2 separate regions of the Zea mays genome follow, and region 2 is linked to region 1. The links are chromatin contacts, called in public Hi-C maps. All regions are on one chromosome and are shown on one strand. Each heading gives the region's core, a stretch centred on a gene start, on an enhancer-like site or on the middle of the called end of the contact. The rest is flanking DNA. Distances are from core to core; before and after follow the strand shown. Region 1 holds the start of LOC100284270. Region 2 holds the start of LOC100502201 (60S ribosomal protein L30-2).

Region 1 (4,214 bases), core at 437-2,936:
GGCATGTACAAGATATGCTTAAGGTGAGGTTGCAATTCAGGATGTGCATATATTTCTTGGGCTTGAATTTGTTTAATCTAAATAGATTATTTTTTATCCAATCCAAATTTCCAATGACTTGCCATATCATTAGCATCAGAGGCTCCGTAAAGCAGCTCTGCTGGGATTAACGAATTCACTGTCAAGGTCAAACATCACTATGATATTGCTACAGATAATATACAACAAAAGAACCATTGTACTCGTCTGGTAACCTAATTCATCTGTATCTCTATTTTGCATGAGGTTTGTTCATCCCTAATCAATGCTAATTTCATGCTTAAACATATTGCATCGTAGCTTAATAAGGGGCGTGTGTGTGTATATATAGGTATCCATTGCCCTTCTATTTAACTTCTGGCATTTTAATAATGGTATGCATTTCTCTTCTGTTTAACTTCAATAGGATGTGCTTCTCCTAAATCAGAAAAAAAAGAAGCGCATCCGAAGAAACCATTTCTGGTTCTCCTCACCTCCCAACCCCAGATAATGCCACTCATATACTCATTTTTGATACACTAATAACACAATGTTTTCAGTTTTTGAACATGTGGGTTCTGAGAGAGTACTTGTAGATTGAATTCAAGATTCTAGAACCATTCTGTGAGTCTGATATTGAGAGGCTGATAGATGGCACATTATAGGGAAACCTATAGCAGCTGACACGAGCAGAGTTAGGGGGGTTAAGTTTTAGGTTTTAGGTTGTTTATTTAGGGTACATAGAAGCAGAAAGGAAAAGGTTGATGCCTTTTACTTAGATGTCATTAATTTGGAGCACTCCTTTTCTTGCTCTATCCATTTCCTGTTTGTAATTTTCGTCGGGCTTCGGCAAAAAAACTGACAAACGAGTTGTGCTCCAACTTCTAATCTCTGATTCAATGTGAAATGGAATTATTCCTTTTGTTTTGCTTGTATGCAGTTAGCGGCTTCTGATTGTAGAAATTGTCATTCCGTGTACTCAAATCACACCAAGCATTCCATGTATTTGAAGGAAGGGGAGCTGACTACCTCTTCTAGAGAGACAAGCAGTAGGTGGTGGATTGCTAAGTTTTCTAAGTTCATGATGTCAGAGTATATTCCTTAAAAAGTGACTTACTCTGGCACGTACCTTACTATATCTTTTAAGATATGAAAACATCTACTTTTAGTGATGCTAACAAAAGTATAGAATAATAATTAGTATATTTTTGCATATCAATGTATCTTATCATATTGATTCCATAGCAACAGACGAATATACACCTATATCTTTTAAGGTATGTAAACATCTACTTTTAGTGATACTAACAAAAATATAGAATAATAATTAGTGTTTTTGTATATTAATGTATGGGTAGGATCACAAATAAATTACGAAATCTTTTCCTATAATATTATAACACATTTGTACATGAGTTATCATGGTATTTTATCTTCCCGTTGCAACGCACGGGCATCCACCTAGTAAAAAAATGAGGAGTAAGAAGATGATGAACCAACTCATTCCTCGAACCAAACATGCTACAAATATAGTTTTTCTCTCTCTTTTTTAGACTAAAAGATGAATTAGCAGCTACGATCATGGCCCAACTGAAAAGTAAGACAGGCCTATAAGACTAAATGACTAATGACGTTTAGAACAAATAAGATGATACGGCCCAGATCCTTGCGCCAAGGGCCGGCCTAGAGATTCGGCCCATCGCCGGTGTTCTGGTGGATCACGCGTCCTTCTCTCCAACCGCACCGACCGATATCTTCCTCTCCGCTAGGGCAAGGGCGGTGCCGGTGAGGCGATCCGTCGGTGGTGTCGGAGCGGTGGAGGAGGATGGCCGACGTGCAGGGAGACAACGAAGCAGTTCTGGAGGACGACGCTTTCCCCGACGACGGGCCCTTAGATACGGAGGAGGGAGGTGGAGGAGAACCCATCAGCGGAGGCGACGAGGAAGAGGAGGAGGACGTCGACGGCCTCGCCAGCTTCCTTGAGTCGGAGATCCTCTCCGGATCCAGCGACGAGGATCCTATTGACGTGAGCGCTCTCTGTCTCTTCTCTCCCTTCGAACCGAATCTTTTCTCATGGCTGGGAATCGGGTTTCTGACAGCAATCGAATTGGTTGCCGCGGCAGGAGCAGCGGCAGCAGAAGGAGGAAGGTGATGCTGCGAAGAATAAGCGGAAGCAGGGTTCAGGATCGGACGGGGATGGCTGCAGCGGCAGCGAGGGGGAGCAGACGAAGAGGGCGAGGAGGGAGGAGAAGAGGAGGCAGGCGAAAGGGAAAGCCGTGGCGCCTCAGATCGACACGGGCTTGTTCAGCAACGTCCCCCCTGAGCTGTTCCTGCAGATCTTCAAGTTCCTCTCCTCGGAGGACCTCATCTCCTGCGCTCTAGTCTGCCGCTTCATGAATGCTGCCGCGTCCGACGAGACCCTCTGGCGCCGCCTGTAAGTTGGCTGGGGAGGCTGCAGTATCGATTCGTTGCCAAATGTGGCGCAACTCGATCGAGACTTACATATTGCATGCCTTTCCGATGTTTTTTCCAGGTACTGCATGAGGTGGGGACTGGCCTCCAATGCCAAATTCAGGGAGTGCGCTTGGAAGAACCTCTACATACAGGTAAATTCATCCGCTCATCATCACTGCTTCTAATTCGAGGTAGTCAGGGTCTCAGGGAGATTTTAAATGACATTTTTAGTTAGTTTTAGTGCTCACAGGTGATTTGGATATGGTCTAGTTACATGCTGTAAATGTGAACCAATTTGGGCACTAGGTGCAGGTCGTTGAAGTGCAAAGTTTCCATTTTTACGCCATGCTCAGCAGAACAAAATAGTAGTATTGTTGTGCAATATTTTTGTTTGGTGCTACTGTTGTATTAATGAACTGCTGCTAATGTCGTTTTTTTGTTGTGTTTAATCTCCAGAGAGATAGAGAGGATATGGTTGAATTTGTGAGGAATACTCCTACAGAGTTCAAGGAGTACTATATTCAGATGCAGGCTGCAAAAAGGAGTCAAGCTCCCCGTCCGTCAGAAGTAATTACTAAATTCAGACTCTTGTTTAATCTCTGTCACATGTCCATCTTGTAGTCTCCCTTCACTCCAACAAAATTGTGTTGTGTTGATGAAACTTCAAGTGCTCTTCATATGGATTTTGAAGGTCAACGACGACAAGGTTATGCTTGATAAGACAGTAGCTGACCAGGTATCTAGTTGGAAAAACAGCCGGGGGCTTACTGATGAAGCTGTCAAGGGGCACTCTTGTTCTGGAAATACATGCTCGTACACCCAGATTGGTGATGCTTACATTTGTGAGAAGACTGGTCGTGTCCACGGTAGTACATATTTCCTCTATCTGTTTATGTGTAATTAGATCATGCATAAAATGTCTTGGTTACTTTTGCTTTCAGTTTGTGATGACGCTTGTCGTGAATTTGTCTTGGACCAATCTAGTGGGCTGCTTCTTTGTACGATATCTGGCCACTGCTTTGAGAGGTGGCTGTGTCCTGATGATGAATGGGATGCTGATGATACCGTAAGTTCTTTACAAAGTTTCTTGATTTTCTTTTTTCCTTTGATGTGCATGTACACGGTTTCAAGTCGAGTCTCTGCTAGGGAAAATCAACCATAGCCTGCACTATGCACTCAATTGCCATGTCACTAGTGTATTAGCAAATTCTACCAGGTTTCTGTGTCTGTTTTGCCCTTGTAGCTAACATTTGGTAAGTTTCAGGATCTGCAACAGGCTGGTGTAGTGGATGAAGCAGAGCCATTCATGGGATCTGGACGTTACGGTGAGCCGAGTTTTCTTGTTTGAAATTAAGAAAGAAATATTTCTTCATTTGTTTCGTTTTTAATTCTAACCTCGTAGAATTAATGGAAAACTACGGATAAAGGGTTTGTTTGGTTTGAGGAATGAGGTGACCCATCAGCAATCTCATGCCCTCACATTCTTGTTCGTTTTGAGGAATGGAATGGGATGAACATCATCAGCCTCATTCCTCATGTGCACATGATTAATATAGGGACGGAATAGTCCCGCCAAAAAATGGCTTTTTAGGCTTTCATCCATCCATCAATCAAACACCCTCAAAGTATTCTTTTACTCATTTTGCATGTTATGTAGTACAGTGTCTATTGATATCAAGATGTGAACACATAGTGAAAGTGAGGATAGAAGTAGGTGGGTCACTGTGTCTTGGTCATGTCTC
Region 2 (4,214 bases), core at 1,105-3,604, 130 kb after region 1:
GTTATTCCTAATAACATAGTGTGGTATGCATTACCTTACAATGTAAGTTCTTGTCATATATATTGCAAAGCGAGTAATAATTATGGATTTATGGAAGCCAAAACTTCCTTTCTATTTGATTTATAGTTAATAATTATCTTATGCATTAAACATGCATGGGTGACATTCTTGTGCTTTTCTGCAACTGGCTAGACATTGCAGAACAGTACAAATCAGGGGCTAAAAGAAAAGGTAACATGCCAACTGACAGTTGACATTTCCCTAGATAATGCAACATCGATTGAAGAAACAGAAGGGATGATAACTTACTTCCATGGAAGTGGTGGACTGTCACCTTAGCCAGCATAGCATAGTACTCAATTTCAGACTTCCGAAGCGGAGGACAGTTGTTAGCAATGATCACTAGCTTTGCTGAAAATCAATACATTGATTTAGGCATATTACAAGCATGCTATATAACAAATGATATTGTGTAGAGTCTAAGGCAGAAATTATAGTTTTGTGCACTCACATCTAATTTTAAAGAAGTTATTATCATGTCGAATGAACAGTTAGGCAAAGAAAAGGAGTCAGACCTTAGTAACCAAGTTACCGGATAGATGGGGTCAAGAAACGGGAACGTGGTACAATACTTAAAAAGGATTTTGACACTGAGGGGGTGAGATTGTATCCGTGTTCCCAGAACACAACAAACAAATAAAGTTACACGTTTAAAATACTATACTAGATGGGACATACTCAAAACAATTGTACATAACATAATCCACAAAAAACACTATAAAGCAAACAAAATATAAATCTGAAAGAAGATATCCCCCACTCATGCTCAACCAGTGATATCATGCACAGGTACCATATACGCACAAAACAGGGAGAGGATTATTATGGCGTTGACTCATACACAATGGCCATATAAATACATCCATTGGTAATCAGTTTTCAACGCAGAACTCAAATGTCAGTCACATAAAATAACTGTTTGAAATAAATAGTAACCTAAAAAGAGCAAGCAATGACAACAAACTTTATGTACAGGCTTGAGATAAATTCAGAAATTAAGATACACAACAAATAAAGCAAAACAGCAAAACAAACAGAGGATCAGAATTCTGGCTTGGTTTTCTCAGATGAGAAATTATAGCGCTCAGTATGTTCATTGTCGATCATCTGGGGAAAGGGTCATCATATCCTCATAAGTGTGCAACATAGTTAAAAAACACAAAACGAGGCTACAAATAAGCACTACATAAAATTCAGAAATACATTTTATGCAAAAATGGAGGATCAGAATTCTGGCTTGGTTTTCTCAAAAGAGAAATTATGGCACTCAATATGTTCACTGTCGATCATCTGGGGAAAGGGTCATCATATCCTCATAAGTGTGCAGCAACACAGTTAAGATAACAGAAAAGGCACAAAAAGAGGCAACAAAAAAACACCACATGGAATTCAGAAATATTTTATCATAAACGGATGATTAAAATTATGGCTTGGTTTTCTCAGATGAGAAATTATAGCGCCCAGTATGTTCACTGTCTATCATCTGACCTTCCACTGATAACATTAAGTATAGAGTGAACAAACATTCAGTGACGTAGATAAAAATACGTTGTCCAGAGAATATTTCGGTGGGCGTCCATGCAGCCACAAAGTTCATAGTGGCTGAGGTCATGAGCCCTATTCTCCTTCTTTCAATGTCGTATTTCCATCTTGACATCTAAAAATGTTCACTTCACTTGATTTTTCCCCTGCATAATCCTAATACTCCCACTGTGAGCAGTAAAAAAACAGCTACATGAACACGTCCATAGGCACGGATTGAACATCCACGGGATCAATCTACGGTATTGTAACATAGGCAGACATCCATATGCACCGATTTGACTACCTAACCCGTTAATCAAGAGCTAAGTAGCCTTACGCATGAGACAGAATATAAAGTGTGAGCTTCCTTACACTTAGAATTCCTGAGGGTCCTGAGGACAGTCTTGTAGCCGAGCGTGTACTTGCCGCTCTTCATCACAAGCTGAAGCTTGTTGTTGATGTTGTCCGTGGACTTCTTCTGCACAAAACCAACAACGAAAAACGAAAAACAGAGCTTAGAACATAAATTGCAAGACTGGAAACATGAATACTTGGAATGCAGCAGCAAGACATGTTGCCGCCCAGAAGACGGCAGCAGATCGACGGAAAAGGTGGGAGAAACGTGGGCTTGTAGTCGAGAACTCGAGATACGGGGGTAGATGTGAGAGGGCAGCAGATGTGATCGTTACCGTCTTCTTTGCGGCCACCATGGTTGCGCCCCGATGAGTGACGGCGTCGAAGCGGCTTTGCGCGGCGGCGGCTCTTCTCGGGGATGACTGCGGGGCGGAAGGCTGGAGAGCTAGGGTTTGGTTATTTATAGAGTACAAGGAACCCTAGGGGTTACTGATGTGGGCTTTGTATAGGATAGAATGGGGCTTACGAGTTCTTTGAGCCCAGACGGCAGACGCCCAGACGCGGAGTATGAACTTTGATTTTTGTGGCCAGAAAAAAAAATCTCTTTGACTTCAAAAATAGTTATTTCTATTTTTTGTGGCAGAAAAAAACGTGAGACTACGTACCATGTTGTAAATATGCCCTACTACAATGCTCATGGGTTGTGATGGTATGTAAATTATTTGATAAAAAAGTTTGTGAATAACGATTACATAAAAACGAATAACTCATATATTATCATCAGCATGAACGACGATGTGGTCCATGAATGGCCATATTCGTGCTATGAGGTTCTTGATGTAAATAACCTCATAGAGCTTCTTTCTCGCCAGTCACCTCGATGGCCTCGAGCGTTGTTGGGACCATGCTTTGTCGTCGAAGGTCCTGCAGAAAGAAACAACTTCGGCTGAAGCTGCTCATACGTGATGTCGAAGGTGTCATTTCGTGAAGCTTCGGAATTACAAACCGACTTAAAGATAGAATGACCTTTTAGTCCACAAGAGTCCGAGTCATTGTTGTAAACTTTTATGAGGGGTACGATTGTAATTCCTCACGGGCTGTGTCCTGTGCCTATAAATAGTGAACAATATTCCTTTACTGTTCACGCATTCCTGCAATTGCAATCGCATCACTCGGAAATTATACTTTGTCAAGGAAGAGGTATAAATGTGTCTAAATATTACGTTTGAACATCTTAAATTTATATAGTATATAAATGATGTTATTTATTTTCAATTTACTTGTCTTTAATGCTTTATGTCTTACGTTATTTTATATTATCTTTGTGAGTTCAATTACGAAAGTATAACTTTCGTAGTTCTGCCATTATAACCTTCGTCCGAAGTATATCCTTGGGGAAATAATGCTTCAGCGGACGAAGGGCACTGATATTTTAACATTTTATGTTGCCTTATTCTTAATTCATAGCATTTGAGAACAAGTCCCCAACATTGGCGCCCACCTCCGGTGAACTCACTTCCACTTTTTTGAGCTGATGGCTTCGTTCAACGATCAAGCTGGAGCTGCTTCGGCTCCGAAGCTGGTACTCCCGATAACAGGCGGTTCATGCTCAGAGCCAGCCAACAAGAAGCAGAAGAAGGAAGCACAGAGAAGGGTATAGCACGTTGGGGTGCAAGGACCCTTCATCAAGTCAAGATGGTCTCACATTCCAATTACCTTCTCTCAAGAGGATCTCCAACTCAAGGATTACCCACACAATGATGCTATGGTTATCTCTTATGTGATCAAAGGATTCCTGGTCCATAATGTTTTGGTTGATACAAGCAGCGCAGCTGATATCATATTTGCTAAGGCCTTCAGACAGATGCAAGAGCTCGAGGATAAAATTCATGATGCCACACATCCCCTTTGTGGCTTCGGAGGAAGGCAGATCGTAGCACTTGGAAAAATCACAATGTCAATAACCTTCGGATTCATTAACAACACAAGGACTGAACAAGTTGTATTTGATATTGTTGATATGGAATACCCTTACAATGCAATCATTGGTCGTGGTACTCTCAATGCCTTCGAAGCAATCCTTCATCCAGCCTATCTTTGCATGAAGATACCTTCGTACCAAGGGCCCATTGCTATTCATGGAAGTCAGGAAGCTGCCAGAAGGGCCGAAGGAAATTGGACAGACTCAAAAGCAATCCATAACATAGATGGAGCTGAAGCTTGTGAGCAATACAAGTTCAGAAGGGAAAAAGCTGCTTCGGCTGATCAGCCGAAGC

What was found. Hi-C and Micro-C count contacts between places; a contact is called where the count stands out from the background.
Region 2: a Hi-C map of leaf shows a contact between it and region 1, with 7 times the contacts expected there. The contact joins the promoter of LOC100502201 here to the promoter of LOC100284270 in region 1. A contact is called at or near these places in 4 of 25 Hi-C or Micro-C datasets (endosperm, leaf and tassel).

What each region holds. Positions count from the first base shown.
Region 1 is chr5:61,188,196-61,192,409 of Zm-B73-REFERENCE-NAM-5.0, forward strand. It overlaps LOC100284270, which reads left to right and starts at 1,687. Exons shown (of 8, transcript NM_001412795.1): 1 at 1,687-2,044; 2 at 2,148-2,452; 3 at 2,552-2,624; 4 at 2,929-3,039; 5 at 3,164-3,338; 6 at 3,414-3,538; 7 at 3,737-3,797. The coding sequence starts at 1,844.
Region 2 is chr5:61,317,182-61,321,395 of Zm-B73-REFERENCE-NAM-5.0, forward strand. LOC100502201 (60S ribosomal protein L30-2) reads right to left here and starts at 2,355. Exons shown (of 5, transcript NM_001196678.1): 1 at 2,274-2,355; 2 at 1,957-2,062; 3 at 310-411. The coding sequence starts at 2,294. LOC111589380 (small nucleolar RNA Z103) reads right to left here and starts at 1,192; the gene lies at 1,097-1,192. LOC111589381 (small nucleolar RNA Z103) reads right to left here and starts at 1,375; the gene lies at 1,280-1,375.